2 separate regions of the Sus scrofa genome follow, and region 2 is linked to region 1. Evidence: chromatin contacts called from public HiChIP or PLAC-seq data. All regions are on one chromosome and are shown on one strand. The core of a region is the stretch at or near the end of the contact, and the rest is flanking DNA. Distances in the headings are between cores, read along the strand shown.

Region 1 (7,898 bases), core at 3,082-5,581:
ATCCAGCCCTGAGAATCCGGAGGCCTCCCAGGGCTTCCTACCATTACAGGTGGTAGACTCCAGAAGAGCTGGGACTGAATCTGTCTTGCTCATCACTTTATCACCAACACATTGGCACACTGCATGGCATGCAGTAGATGTTCAATAAAAAAATGTGCTGAATGAGAGAATGAAGCTGAACCTTGAAGGCTAGGCAGGAGTTAGGAACAGGGGAGGTAGGGCTTTGAGGGTGAAGAAAGTTCCACGTAGAGGGAAACATGAACAAGTCAAGAAGTTAAGCCAGCTAGAGCACAGAGTTGGGTGTCAGAAGTGGGATAAGACGAAGACTGATAAAAGAGCTTGGGCTGGTCCCAAGGGCAATGGAGAATCTTGGAAGGGTTTTAGGCACGATCCTGGTAGGTACGTTTCTGAGCAACACCATCCGGGACTCTCACCTAGGAATCTACTATAGGCCGCCCACCCCCTCCATCCCGCCTATTTGTAAACTTACTGCTCACAGTACTGGCCAGTGTAGCCAGGTTCGCAGGCTGTGCAGCGGTACCCACCAGCTCCCAGGCTTTCACAGGTGCGGGAGAACCTGGAATCAGAGAGGCAAAGGTCAGGCCATGCAACACCCACTCCCCAACCCGTTCCCTCCACTTCTGCCCCCAAGTTGGTGCAGTGTCCTCCACTCCCCAGTGGGAGTTCTTCCTTGGGCCTTGAGTGAAGGCACCCACATGTTCTCTGGGTTGGTCAGTGGGCAGGCACAGGGCTGGCAGTCCTCAGGTGTTCCAGCCGTGGCATCTCCATAGTAGCCAGGTGCGCACAGCTCGCAGAACTCCCCAGCGGCGTTGTGCTGGCATTGCTGTGAGGTGTAAGGATGTTAGCCACTTGCTGTTTGGCACCATTTACCAAAAAACATACAATTGTAATTCCTTGACTTGGAAATCCCATGTGTGCAAGCTTATCTTAAAGAAATAATTGCAGAGGGGCACAAAGAGTTCACTACAGGATGCTCCTCTCAGGGGTCTTTACAAAAGCAAAATGCTGGAAAGACCCTTGAACAAAGACCTGGGAAAATGAAAGCACATCCACTCAAATAGCTATCAAAGAGTCAGATACTGATTGCATTTCTTACATTGTTCTCCCTCAACCCCTGCAATAGAAGAGGAAGGTGAAGGTTGCACCTGGGGATGTCAGGGCAGAGTTTTGTAAAGAAGCACCTCATTGTAAAAATGCCTGTGGGTTTTATGTTCTCCAAAGAGAGGCATGTTTCTTTTAATACAGCACGTTCTTCACTCCACTTTTAGTTTGTGGCTCTGTCCACCACCCAGTCCTTGGCTACATAAGGCTGGAGGGCTGTACATGCACCCCTCTGAAAAGTTCAGGTATAAAAAAAGTATTCAAATATTGAAAGATGTCCATGAACTTGTACGGGAAAAAAGTCAGTCATCAAACATGATGATCCTATTTTTATTTGTAAACAACGAAAGGTATAGTAATCTGTATAAATAACTCCCCAGAAAAAAGAGCAAAAGCGCTCCACAGTCCAATGTTGACAATAATTATTTCCAGATGGTAGGATTACTGGGACTTTTTACTTTCTTGTTAAGTTATCTCTATATTCTGATTCTTCTTCGGAAAACATGTGTCACTGTGGTGTTAAGAAATAGCAGGGACCAAGGTTTTCTTCATCGAGAAGGACGTTATTCCACAGTCCTGGCCACCATGCCCGAAACCCCTTGAGGACCAGACCTGCTGGTCTAGATGCTTTGCCCCGTAGACTGTGTCCTGTGACCTTGCCCCAGACCGAAGCTGACCTTACCAAATGTATCCCTCTGTACCCCACATCCATCCCTGAGACCCCACCCAGGCCCAGCCGAGCTGACCCCTGCCCTGGCCCTGCTTGCATCTTACCGAGCAGGCCCCAGTCTCTGGGTGGCACAGGTCTGAGTGGCCATTGCATTCGCAGAGCTCACAGTGGCCGAGGTAGAGTCCACTCCCAGTGCGCGTGTAGCCTGGGGCACAATCCTGGGGGTAGAGCGGAGAGCTGGCCTCTATCTCCAATGTGGTCCCACCCAAAGCCAGCAGCCCAGAACCCCTCTCCTCCATCCCCCTCCACCATCAAGGCTCCTAACTGGCTCCTAGTTCTCCAGCCCAGCCCCCCCTTCCCCTCAGGAGCCCTCGTTCCCCATCTTCATTTTCCCAACACTCCAGAGCTGGGACAGTATCTGCCCCCATTCTGCCTGGCATCTTCAGTCACTCAATATACTGAAATAATAGTTCAATCTTAATCTTTTGCTTTTCTTTTTATGGCACCACATGCAGCACATGGAAGTTCCCAGGCTAGGGGTCGAATCAGAGCTGCAGCTGTTGGTCTATGCCACAGCTTGCAGCCACGCCAGATCCTTAACCCATGGCGTGAGGCCAGGGATGAAACCCGTATCCTCATAGACACTATGCCAGGTTCTTAACTGGCTGAACCACAATGGGAATTCCTAACAGTTCATCCTTAATGGAGAACCCTTCTCCATCCCTAGGGCTTTGTTGCTGAAAACTCTTCCGGCAGAGTCCTTATAGAAAAACAACCTCTAGCTGTGGAGAAAAGGGAACCCTCCTGCACTGCTGGTGGGAATGTAAACTGGTACAGCCACTATGGAGAACAGTTTGGAGATACCTTAGAAATCTATACATAGAACTTCCATATGACCCTGCAATCCCACTCTTGGGCATCTATCCGGACAAAGCTCTACTTAAAAGAGACACATGCACCCGCATGTTCATTGCAGCACTATTCACAATAGCCAGGACATGGAAACAATCCAAATGTCCATCGACAGATGATTGGATTCGGAAGATGTGGTATATATACACAATGGAATACTACTCAGCCATAAAAAAGGATGACATAATGCCATTTGCAGCAACATGGATGGAACTAGAGAATCTCATACTGAGTGAAATGAGCCAGAAAGACAAAGACAAATACCATGTGATATCACTTATAACTGGAATCTAATATCCAGCACAAAGGAACATCTCAGAAAAGAAAATCATGGACTTGGAGAAGAGACTTGTGGTTGCCTGATGGGAGGGGGAGGGAGTGGGAGGGATCGGGAGCTTGGGCTTATCAGACACAACTTAGATTTACAGGGAGATCCTGCTGAATAGCATTGAGAACTATGTCTAGATACTCATGTTGCAACAGAAGAAAGGGTGGGGGAAAAAACTGTAACTGCAATGTATACATCTAAGGATAACCTGACCTCCTTGCTGTACAGTGGGAAAATAAAAAAAAAAAAAAAAAAAAAAAAGAAAAACAACCTCTAGATGGAAAAAAGGGGTTCAGGAGACCTGGATTTGGGATGAGTCCTGGAAGATCTTTACGACTGTGATTAAATTCACTCAGCGAAGGGAAAGAGGTAGCACTCCTACAGCCAAGGATGTTTTTACACATCCCCAGTGAGTCACCATGGGTTCTGAGAACAATGAATTGCTATTCGCGGCCTCTTCTTTGAAATCTCTCCAGGGCCTCCCTCCCTGACCATTTCAAAGGGATGTTTATAAACCTGTTTTATTTCACTGCAGAAAATGTGCACCAAGGATTCTGCTTTGCCTAGGGGTTCTCCTTCAAAATGTGTAAAAATTTATAACTTCATGGGATGCCAAGTTCATCTATCTGGATTTGATTTTTTTTTTTTTTTTTTTTTTTTTTGTCTTTTTAGGCCCACACCCCACAGCATATGGAGGTTCCCAGGCTAGGGGTCCAATCGGAGCTTTTGCCACCGGCCTACACCACAGCCACGGCAACACCAGATCCCAGCCGCATCTGTGACCTACACCACAGCTCATGGCAACGCCATGAGCGAGGCCAGGGATCAAACTCGCAACCTCATGGCTCCTAGCTGGATTCATTCCGCTGCGCCACGATGGGAATTCCTATTTGGATTTGAAAGCTTTTGTGGCCACAGCAAAGGTGCAGAGATGTACAACTGCAGAGATGTGGACCTCGCACTGGGAGTTCCTGAACTGGGGGGCACTATTCTCACACTCAACCTCCCTGCCGCCCACCTGGCATCGCAGCCCTGTCCCTTGTCTCCCGTGATCCCCCTTCCCCAGTTCCCTGTTCACGCATGAGAAGTTGGCTGGTCGCCTGCCATGTGCCTGGGGATTCAGTAATGAAGAGTCAGCTCGGGCCCTGCCCTTGGGTTCAGTCTCCCGCCAAACCCTGCAGATGTTCTGGAGTCTCTCCAGAGGACAGCCTGCTGTTCCACACCCCCCGCTGCCCTCCCCTCCCAAGAGGGCCATCTCCCCCGCATCCATCTCACTCACTACGGGCAGAGGAATTTTCCTTGGGCCCAGTGCTGATCCCAGCACTCCCTGGGCGGCTTGGCAGTCCCTGCTGGACTAGCCTTGCTCCAGGGCTAAAGAACCGCCCCCCACCCCGCTTCCCAGAGGAGACCTCCTGCCTCGCAGGCTATGTCCCCACACATTCCTCTTTCTGAACTTCTGCTTACTCTGCCCTCCTGCCTAGAATCTTCCTCTAGAATCTTCATGTTGTTGGGAAATGCCATTCGGAGACTCTTTCCCGCTCTGCTCTGTGTCTTGGTATTGTCTCCTGTCTCTGGCGGGCGCCCTGGGAGCACAAGCTGGGTCTTAACCTCGGCTGAGTGTAGCTCTGTGCCCTTGGGTATGTCACCCACCTTTAGCGTCTCATTAAAAAAAGTCTGTTAAAAGGGGATGATCACACATCTCGCAGCGCTGTCATGAAGAATAAATGAGACGTGGCCAAGTACGCGCAAGTCATGATGGAACTCCCAGGCAACTGCTGGCTGACCCAGCTGTGTTAGCGCAGACACCTGGGCTGGCCACACTCACCTGGCAGGATGAGCCGACATAGCCCGGGGGGCAGCGGCACTCCTCCACCTCGGGGGCCCGGGGTCCCTCCGAAGGCCCGGGCTGGGCGACCTCCAGGCTGACTGCGCTGATGCTGGCTGCTAGTGGCATCGAGGAGAACGTGGCCCGGACCAGGAGCTCGTCCAGGTCTGCCAGCGCCATCAGGAGGTGCTCACGTGTGGCCGGCTGCCCATCAGGCCTGCGCCAGAATTCCTGGGGTAGGGGGGTAGTGACAGCAATTGCAGGTGAGGGGTGTTGGATTGTGGGTGCTTCTCCCGCAGCACCCCCGCCCCCAGCTCCTGCCTTCCTGGGCTGTGAGCTGAGGATGGGGGAGTGAGAGGCAAGGGTGGCTAGAATCAAAACCAGGCCTCAAAGCAGGGTGGACAGTGAGAGGGGTCAGACGTGGTGTGATGCCTCTCACCTCTCGGAAAATGATCTCGTAGCTCCTCCTCTCTGGGCCTTGCAGCGCTGGCTGGGAGGCCACCAGCATGATGTTGTTGCCCTAGAGAGACACCAGGGGGATCGGGAGGGGAATTAAGGGGCTCTGGGGACAGTGGGATCCTCCAATCCCAGCCTCCCACCTCTCCAATCTCCCAAGCTTATGTGCCCAAAGGAATCAGGTGGGTGCCCACTGCCCCCATCGCCTGCCAGCCGGGCCTCTGCCTGGGTAGTGTCCAAATGGTGGGGTTGGGGCATGGGCCCGACCAGTGGGTGGGTGCCGGGTCAGCTGAGTGCTGGACCGAGAGGACAGAAACACTGAGGGTGTCCCCTGCCTCTGCCTCTCCCTTCTGTCTGCCTGGTGTGGAACCCACGTGCTCACCGTGATCTGGACGTCAGGGTCAGAAAGCGGGCTGCCCTGGGCCCCCGCCGTGTAGGAGAGAGAGTATCGCAGCTTTCCACCGTAGGCTGCCACCTGCAAGAGGCAAGCCCTGTGGTCACAACCTGACTCAGTCCTCCTCTGGGGGGGGGGGTGACCATACAGGGGAGGGGGCAGAGCCTCTGGAGGCCTTTTTGTACCCGTGTGGTCCCTGGCACCCAATCAGAGGCCGGTGGTTGCCTAAGTGACAGGACATCTCTCAGTTCCTTCTGTCTGAGATTTAGTGGCAGTAACCCCCTTTCCCACTGTCTCACAATCCCAGCAAACAAGCCCCAAGTCCCTTCCATGAAAGGAACTTTCCATAAGCAGACGGGGGGTAATGACAGGGACCACCATGGGGAGGTAGCAGGAGGCTCCAAAGTTCTCAGCCATGGCAGGGACACGGGGGTGTGGAGGGTAGCCCCTCAGAACTCTTGCCTCCAGGGTAGGTGGTTTTTATTTATTTGCTCAGAATCCATTTCCCTGTTTTGCAAACTGCAGTCTTGGTTTCCTTTGTTTTTTGCCTTTTTAGAGCTGTACCCGTGGCATACGGAGGTTCCCAGGCTAGGGGTCCAATTGGAGCTGCAGCTGCCGCCCTACACCACAGCCACAGCCACAGCCGATCTGAGCCACGTCTGTGACCTACACCACAGCTTGTGGCAATGCCAGATCCTTAACTTACTGAGCGAGGCCAGGGATCGAACCCGATCCTCACAGAGATGTCAGGTTCTTAACCCACTGAGCCATGGGCACTCCAGTCCTGGTTTCCTTTGAAGGAAACGGTTGTACATGCAGAAGGTGGGGTTTGAGGGCCCATCCCCTCCTCTGCAGTGGAGACATGAGCCAGGCCTGTGGATGTGCACATTCCACCATCCCCCCTCTCTGGTCCATCAGGTTCACGAACATGTGAGCCTGGCACTTCTGCACTTTCTACTGGAACAGAGAAATCTCCTTTACTAGTCAGACTGGAAGCTGGAGAACGGTGCCAGCTGAGATCAAGTCCTTATGAGGCCCTGGATCCAGCCATGCCTGACACCAGTTATTCTTGGCCTTTGTAGTTGCATGAGCTAGTAGTTTCTTCACTGTAGACAAGACAGATGGCATGGGTTTTTTATTGCTCACAACTGGAAGGGTCCTTATATTTGCTGCTGGGGGCTTCCATGGGGGCAGCCAAGGCCCCGGCTCTGCCCCACAGGACCTTCCTTTCTCTCTGCCACCAGGGCAAATGTTCAGATCAATACTACACTGCGTCAGGTCTGGCCCATTCTGCTGGTGAGCATTTATTAAACGTCTACTGACTACATGTCAGGTCCTGGACTACACATGCTCTGAGATGTTCTCTATAAGATCAGGGTGAGGTAAGGGATCCAGGGGCATAACTAGATAACATGACACAGCTGGTTCCCCAACTGGATGCCAGCAAGTTCATCGCCATGTCTAGGACCAAGCTGCAGGTGAATGTAGCAGGGTGGCTAACAGAGCAGATTCTGCAGTCTAAGACTGGGGGTCAAGTTCAGCTCTTCTGGCTGGATGGCCTTGGACAAGTCACTTAACTTCCCTGAGTCCAACTTTCCTCATATGGAAATGGGAATAAAACTACCTTAAAAGGTAATATGAGGATTAAGTAATACAGACCACATAAAATCCTGCACTCAGCATAGGGCCTGGGGAGTATACAGCCTCAATGCTTGCTAACAGCTCATTGTGCCCAGTTCCACCCTTGGCTCCAACAGGTCTTTTCTGTCTTCGTTTCCTCCTGGACCAGACCTTCCTGTCTGCTTCTCTGAATGTTACTGTACTGCATATCGTGTATATTCTTTTTTTTTTTTTTTGGCCACATCTGAGGCATATGGAAGTTCCTGGACCAGGGATCGAACCTAAATCACAGCAGTGACAACACCAAATCCTTAACTGCTAGGCCACCAGGGAATTCCTGCTTGTGTGTATTCTTTTTTTTTTTTTTTTTTTCCTTGTCTTTTTAGGACTGCACCCACGGCATATGGAGGTTCCCAGGCTAGGGGTCTTATCAGAGCTGTAGCTGCGGCCTACACCAGAGCCACAGCAATGCCAGATCCAAGCTGCATCTGCGATCTACACCACAGATGGTGGCAACGCTGGATCCTTAACCCACTGAGTGAGGCCAGGGATTGAACTCGTGTCCTCATGG
Region 2 (7,898 bases), core at 1,597-4,096, 83 kb after region 1:
GGCGATCTGTACAGAGCAGGCAGTGGGAGCTGCCAAGACAAGCAGGCTTTCTGGCCGCCTTGGGGCAGCTTGCCAAGTGGCTTGTCTCTATGCACTTGGAGTTGTAAGGCCGGCCCGTGCAGATTCTCCTCACTGGGAGTCTGGGGGATCCGGGGCTCTTGGACTGCTCTGAAGGGCTGCTGCTCACCTCCGAGCCACTCGGGGTACGAGAGCAGTTGAGGTTGTTATCCCCCGTCACGTTGGGGCTGTGGGACCAGCCTGGAGTCTGGGTGAGAAAGGACACGTTGTTGGGATATTTCAAGCAGCTGTAAGTATTGGAACGGCTCATGTGGCGTCCAGACATCGTCCTGGTGGGGGCAGACAAAGCTTCGTGGTACAGACTGGCTGAGAACTCACCTGGGGGCTGGTTCCCGGGCCTGGCGAGGAGAGAGTCGTGTTGTCTCTCCTTGGCTCCCTGCCCCCTCCCACCAGGCTTTCTCTCCAGGTGTCCCCTCTGTCTCCAGAGGGCCAGCACGACCCCTTCTCCCTCCCCCAGCCCTCCCCCCAGGCCCAGGGACTCTCAAACTGCAAAGTGGATACCCTGTTCATCAGAAAGCACAAAGGCCAAGAGAAGGGGAGGTAAGCAAGACCCTGAGAACAGCCGAGGCCAGAGGGCGCCCTAGAAAAAATGGCTGGTCTTTTTTTCCCTTTAGCTCTAGCCTACAGTCTGAAATTCCCATCCACCTTTTAAGCGGGGACTCCAGCTGATCACGAAGGCCAAGGACTGAGTCTCTAATGGTGGAATTCCAGGCATTAGTTAATCATCAACTCCACGGTGCACCCTGATTCTAAAAAAGTGTCTTAGAAACAAAACAATACATGCCCTCTCTCTTTGCCCAGCCCTTTGCTTGTGCCTTACTTGTAAGTCTCACTACAAATCAAAGAGGTCGTTCCTATTCTATTCCTAGTTGACAGATGAGGAAACAGGCTCAGAGAGATGCTGGGACTTGCCTTGTAAGTGGTAGGGACCAAGGTGCTATCTTGGGTGTGTCTGATGATTGCTGAAAGACAACGCCATGTTGTCGGGGTGACTTTGGCCCCCCCCTTGCCATCCACTAGGGAAGAATTCTCACCACACCTGTTGTTCTGCCTGCCTGGATTGGGGCACGGATGGGGAGAACCAGATGGAGAAGGGGACTTGCTAAGCCTGTAACTAAGCTGATCTTGACTTTAGGAACCTCAAACGGGGGAGGGGTGGGGCTAGGGGGTGCTCTTAGTCTACGAATGGGGCTGGACTTGTGAGACAGAACCTTCTAGGATGTTTGGTCTTCATCCTTCCTGCCAGTAGGGGATCTTCCCGTCCCCCTCACAAGAGAAGGGGGCTTTGGGATGCCTACTCCTCTCGGTCCCAAAGTGGGCATTTTACAGGGACAAGGGCCTAACCAGGCTCTGCTCCGTTTATCCCCACCTCCTGTCCCTAGGCCCCACCCCCAATCCCATTGTCCCCTAGGTCCCCAGTACTCCCCCTTACCAGAAGGAAGGCTCTGATTTCTCTCTCCCACTACGGCCAGTCCGATGCTAATTTTCCACTTCTGCCTAGAGAGGATGGAGCAATATTTGAGCCTGTCCCACCCAGAAAACAGCTGCCTGCCCCCTCCCAGCCCGAGGCCCCTCAGCTGCCCTTGTCCTTTGGGTCTGAATCGCATGGAATGTCCAGACTCTTGCCTCTTCCAATCCCGGCCTGAGCCCACCCCATCTCCTCCTCCGGAAATATGGGAGGTGACTGAGGATTGACCCCCCACGGTCCCCACCCTTCCCTTCCCTTCCTGGCTGGCTGCGCCCCACCTGCCCTAAGGGCCCTTCCCCACTCTTACTCTTCCTTCAGGAGGTAGGTGACCTAGCCCTCCTCTGGTTCTCCACTGGGGAATAACCTCATGCCCCCACTCCAGACTGCTGGCCATGTCATAGAATCATGGAATCCTGGAGCTGGGAGATGCCTCCAGGGGTCACCCTGGCCAGGCCCCTGCCCCAGGGCCAGCAGCACACAAAGTTCTCCAGGACAGATGGGCCCTATTTTTAAAGTGAAGATGGGGTGGACGTTTTCCAGTGTTCCCTGTTGTTTTTCTCGTATTTAATTATGCTGAGAGTCAGGAAGTTCTATGCCCGGCCTAATATAACTCTTGTCGTGGCTGTGGTCAGCATCAGTTACCTTTTTTTTCTCGTTGGGTCAGCCAACATCTATTGAGTCTCCCTAAAAGGTTATCCCTTTGGGTGATCCACAGCATAACGGCACTTTCTTTCCTTTCTTCTTGCCTCACTGTCAGTGATCCCGGGCTGGGTACTTACGCTACGGTGGGCTAGAGCCCGTGGATTCCTTTCAGGACTCCTGTGTCCCTCTCTCACTGGGGCCTGGTCCTTAGGGGGCATCTAGGTCCTGTTTCTTGAATGAATGAACAAGATTCCCCTTCGAAATCTCATGGTTTTTGCCCTCCATCATTTCTCTCCATTATTTCATTCCCACAAGTACTGAAAATACACTTTTGCTCTCTGTTTTGAAAAATTTTCAAACTTACTGAAAATGTAAGCGATAATGAACTTGCATGTACTTTTTATTCGAATCTACTAATTAGAAACATAGTGCTGCATTTATCAACACACACACACAAACCACACACACACACACACACACACACACACACTGATTGTTGTTATCTTGAGAGTAAGTTGCAGATAACAGCAGCTTTTACTCCTGACTACTTCAGTGTGACTCTCCTACGTGTTGGGAGAACAAGAACCTTTTCTTACCTGTTCAGTTATCAAATACAGGACAGTTAACACTGAGAGAGCGCTCTTAGCTATTAGCTAATACACAGTCCACATTTGAATTTGACCAATTACTCCCCCACCCCGCCCCCGCCCCGATGTTCTCCATGGCAACAATATCCTCAACCCATGAGCCAATTCCCGATCAAGCATTGCCGTTTTCAGGTCTCTTTGGTCCCCCTCAGCCTGGAAGTTCCTCGTCTGTCTGTCTGTCTGTCTGTCTTTTTTTCTTTCTTTCTCTTTTCTTCTTTTTTTAGAGCTGCAGCTGCTGGCCTACACCACAACCACAGCAACATGGGATCCGAGCCGAGTCTGTGACCCACTCGCAGCTCATGGCAATGCTGGATCCCCAACCCACTGAGCAAGGCCAGGGATCGGACCCACATCCTCATGGAGACTAGTCAGATTTGTTTCCGCTGCACCACAGGGGAACTCCTCCTCAGTCTTTCTTCGTCTTTTCTGACATTTACGGGTTTGAAGAATGTAGGCCAATTGTTTTGGAGTATCTTTTCCACTTTGGATTTATCTGACGTTTCTTAATGATCAGCTCCAGGAGCACAAAGCACGTTTACATGGAAGCCTCCACTAGACATTTCCCAGCCCACGATCTCTGAGAGGGACTGGCCTTTTGCCCTGGGATGGGCTGGTTATAGCCACTGAGACAGGGAGCCAAGAGGAGGGACCAGGGGGACCCCCTGAGAAGGAGGAAGAGGTGTGTAGGGCAACTCAGTGGGCCAGGGAAGCCATGGCAACTGTTTCCTTGTGGGGCCTCAGCCAGGCCTGGTTCTGTTCCGGGCCGGGGGCTGGGCAGGCGGGCAGACAGCCAGCGAGAGGGCTGGGCCTGTGTGCCGTTTGCCCTGAAGGTACCCAGGCGCCGAGATCACTGGCCATTTCTGGCCTGGGCATTAAGAGCCTCTGGAAATAGCTCCAGGACAATTATTTCAGGAGGAATGTGCTATTCCTTCATCTTCCCAGAAAGCCAGGCTGGGTCCCATAAGACCAGGAATGTCCTTCTCTGGCATCCCCAACTCCAGGGGCTTCTGAGGTCCTCTGGGGGCCACAGAGGCCTTCAGAGCCAGGAGAGGCTGGGAGGCCAGAATGGGGTGGAGACGGAGGGCCCCCTCCCCTGGTGGGGGGAGGGTGGTTCTGCCCTTAGATCCTGGGCTTTCAGGGCCCAGCCTGGACTCAGGCCTGGCCGGCCTGGGTCCAGCTGACTCCAAGCCCCAGGACACGGGTGGGGGAGAGTATGGGGAAGCTGCCTGCCCCCCCCCCCCCATAAGCCTAGACCCATCCCTGAGAAACGGACATGGCAGAGCACCTACTATGTGTCAAGGAACCTGACATGATCTGTGCCAGGCCACATAGCCACCCTCTCATTTAGTCCTCGAAGGCCCGGGGAGGTAGGTGTTTTGTTCTCTAGATGAAGTCACCGAGGCTCAGAGAGGGTAAGAGACTTACCCAAGCTCACCCAGCAGCCAGAATTAAAACCCAGTGTTTTGGAGTTCCCTCTGTGGCTTAGCAGTAATGAACCCGACTAGCATGCATGAGGATACAGGTTTGATCCCTGACCTTGCTCAGTGGGTTAAGGACCCAGCATTGCCCTGAGTTGTGGTGTAGCTCACAGACACGCCTCGGATCTGGCGTTACTGTGGCTATGGGGTTGGCTGGTGGCTGGCTGCAGCTCTGATTCGACCCCCTAGCCTGGGAACTTCCTTATGCCATAGGTGCAGCCCTAAAGAAGACAAAAAAATAAAAATAAACAAAGAAATAAAACCCAGCATTTTAGCTCCAGAACCTAAGCACTAAAGCAAGGAAGAGGGTGGGCCACTTAGTCAGTGAGAACACAGTGAGTGACCCTGTGAACTGAGACGCTTTGGAAGGGTCTAGCCTGTCTCTCCAGGTTGGAGGGAAGTTGTAGCCCTGTCTCTCAGTGAGCTCCCATCCTCCACCAGCCAGCCCAGGCCAGCTGCCTCTCCTTCCCTAGCACAGCAGGATGGATGCCAGGTCTCAGAACGTCCTGGATTGGTGGGGTGCCCCTCCCTGCATGGCCTCCAGCCACAGTGGCCCCCACCCTTGCCCCATCTGGGCCACCTCCAACCTTGGCTCCTTCTCTGCATTGCCAAACCAGCAGCAAAGTGTGGGCTTTCCATCAGCCCTTGCCCCTCCCACTCTCTCCTCACATCTGACACCCCCCCTCCCCGCACTGCTGCAGTCCTACCCACATCCCTGTCTCCTCCCCACTAAGACCACCAGGGGCCCTTTCCCCATCCCAGGCTCAGTGTTCAAAGGCATCTCAATCCCCTGAGCTCTCCAAGAAGGGAAGGAAATACCCGCTGCACCAAGACTGCAGGACCCTGCCCCATTAGTGCATAAGCTGCTCATTAACCCCTCTCCTGCCACTGGGCAGTTACCCTGTTCCACCCTCCCCTCCCCATCACACCCTGGCAAACCTGGCCCTGACATGTTGGGAAGAGTGTCCCTGTGTCCTTTCAGCCCCATGGCTCTTGGAAGCATCACAGATAAGAAGCAAATCCAGGAGTTCTCTTGTGGCACAGGGTTTTAAGGATCCGGCATTGTCACTGTAGCAGCTTATGTCGCTGCTATGATGCAGGTTCCATCCTTGACCCAGGAATATCCATGTGCCTCGGATGCTGCTAAAAAAAGAAAAGAAGAAAAAGAAACAAGCCCAGCAGCCATACATGTGAGTCCATCTTAATTCAGGGGACGGCTAGAGCCAAGAGCCATGAAATTGTCATTGTCCCACCCTGCCTGGAAGACATCTGTCCCAGCCTCTAGCACCTCTTGGCAGGTGACTCACCTGGGCCCTTATCTGGCCTGGGGCCAGCCTGCCTGCAGGGCTGAAAATCTCTCCAGGGCTGGGTTCTTGCCCTCCCCCACCTGCAGCCTTCCATCCACCCAAGCACCAAGCACCGTGAGTCACCTCACCTAGGGTGACACGCTCAAGGATATGGGCCCTCTGCTCACCAGCTGCCGAAACAGTACTTGCCCAAGCCTACATGTGACAGGTACAAGCTAGGACAGATCTAAGCTCAGGAGCACTGGGGCAGGTGTGGCTTGGCAGGAGCCCCAGCCAACAAGAACATCCCCGCTGCCAAGCCCCCTCAGGGCTTTTAAGGTAGAGCGGCCAGTCTGGGAGGGGAGAGGACTCTCATCTTTATGGGGCCTGGGAAATTCCCTCTAAGGGGGTGGGGTGATGGTCATGTGTAGGCTTATATACGTCCTTACATACACACACCTCGCTTTTTTTTTTTTTTTTTTTTTTTTTTTGCTTTTTAGGGCTACACTCTCGGCATATGGAAGTTCCCAGGCTAGAGGTCCAATTGGAGCTCCAGCTGCCGACCTATGCCACGGCCGCGGCAATATGGGATCTGAGCCTCATCTGCTACCCCAGTTCACAGCAACGTGGATCTTAACCCACTGAGCCAGGCTAGGGATCGAACCCACATCCTCAAGGATGCTAGTCGGGTTTGTAACCCTCTGAGCCACAGCAGGAACTCCCTTACATACACCTTGCTGAGATAAGACATGGGAAATCGGACAGCAAGTAATTGGCTTGTGCTGTGACTTCGGATAGGTAAGTATTGAAACTCTCCAAAGCTCGATCTCCCGTTCTGTGGAACGGGGGTTAGGAAGGTGCCCAGTGATCATGGCTGGCTCAGCAGACTGGCAACAACAGCTAATGTCACGAGATGGCCCCCTGTTGCAGGCCCAGTGGAGCTGCAGGGGTATGTGGGAGCCAGCTCATACTGGCCCACAAAAGCCGATTCTGAAATATTCTGGAATCTGGTGAGCTGGTTGTTAAACCGTTGGTAGCTTGAAATCAGCCTTGGTGGGAATATTTATACCACAGGAATGGACAAATATGACCAATTGGGGGGGGGGTCTTTTTTGAAGCTCCAGTTCATCATCACTGAAACTATGTGACTATGACCAAATAAACTGAACCTTATCTGTTTCTTACTCATAAAGCTGTAATAATAATGATTTGTAGACACTGAATGCTTACTGCTTCCCAGCTGCTGTATGTGTTGCTGTGTATAACTTTACACATCAACCAGACTGGGCCATGGGATGCCCAGATACCTGCTCAAACATTACCTCTGGGTGTGTCTGGGAGGGTGTCTCTGGGTCAGATGAGCATTTGAATCTGTGAACTGAGTAAAGCAGAAAGGCCCCCCCGGTATGGATGGGCATCGGCCTATCTATCAAGGGCCTGAATAGAACCGAGAGGCAGAAGTAGGCTGAATTCCTTCTCCGCCTGACTAATTGAGCTGGGACATCCATCTTCCACCATGGGTGTTCCTGGTCCTCAGAACATCAGCTCTGGGCTGGAATCTACACCATCAGCCATCTGGTTCTTAGGCCTTTGAACTATACCACCACCTCTTCCTGCCTCTCCAGCTTGCAGGCCGGGATCATGTGACTTAAGCCTTTGTAACCACATGAGCCAATATCTAATTATAAATAAATATATGTGTGTGTATATAACATAGTTTATATATACACAATATACTATGGTATATAGTATTATATACCATAGTATTATATATATTGCTGTACATATGTGTGTGTGTATGTATATATAAAAGTTTGTGTTTCCCCTGCAAAAAAAGTATATGTTGAACCCTAATCCCCAGTGCGATGAAATTTGGAGGTGGGGCCTCTGGAAAGTGATTAGGCCATTGAGGGTAAAGCCCTTATGACAGGGATCAGTACTCTTCTAAAAGGGACCCCAGAGAGCGTCCTTGTCCCCTTGCACCATGTGAGGATGCGGTGATAACTCAGCCATCTCTGACTCAGGAAGTGAGCTCTCATTGGACGCCGAATCTGCCGGTGCCTTGCTCTTGGACTTCCCAGCCTCCACAACTGTGACAGTTAATGTTACTCATGCTACCGGGTCGATGGTATTTTTGTCATGGCAGCCAGAATGAAGACATCTGTGTATATTTCCTGTTGTTTCTGTTTCTTGGCAGGACCCCGACTACCACACATGCTAAATGCCTTACGTGCATTCGCTCATTTATTTCTCATTACGACCATATGAAGTAGATGTTAATTGTATCCTCATGTTTTTA

What was found. HiChIP or PLAC-seq counts read pairs in DNA pulled down with a chosen protein or histone mark.
Region 2: an H3K27ac HiChIP or PLAC-seq map of skeletal muscle shows a contact between it and region 1. The contact joins the promoter of LOC100517477 here to the enhancer-like site in region 1. A contact is called at or near these places in 1 of 5 promoter capture datasets (liver), 9 of 47 Hi-C or Micro-C datasets (embryonic fibroblasts, fetal heart ventricle, mesenchymal stem cells and 3 more) and 1 of 2 datasets of contacts at active chromatin or transcription factors (skeletal muscle).

What each region holds. Positions count from the first base shown.
Region 1 is chr6:79,886,215-79,894,112 of Sscrofa11.1, forward strand. HSPG2 (basement membrane-specific heparan sulfate proteoglycan core protein) reads right to left here. Exons shown (of 97, transcript XM_021095494.1): 39 at 5,696-5,788; 40 at 5,297-5,377; 41 at 4,858-5,088; 42 at 1,897-2,010; 43 at 717-844; 44 at 491-577. Among named protein-coding and RNA genes, the nearest start is that of LDLRAD2, 52 kb to the left of the region's middle. Within about 2 kb of position 4,332, at least 20 of the 83 cell types and tissues checked have an H3K27ac peak or open chromatin away from gene starts, as enhancers often do. A contact at or near this core is called in retroperitoneal adipose tissue, skeletal muscle and subcutaneous adipose tissue, where this site is marked.
Region 2 is chr6:79,970,522-79,978,419 of Sscrofa11.1, forward strand. It overlaps LOC100517477, which reads right to left and starts at 2,847. Exons shown (of 3, transcript XM_021097836.1): 1 at 1,854-2,847; 2 at 1,511-1,575; 3 at 1-347. The coding sequence starts at 343.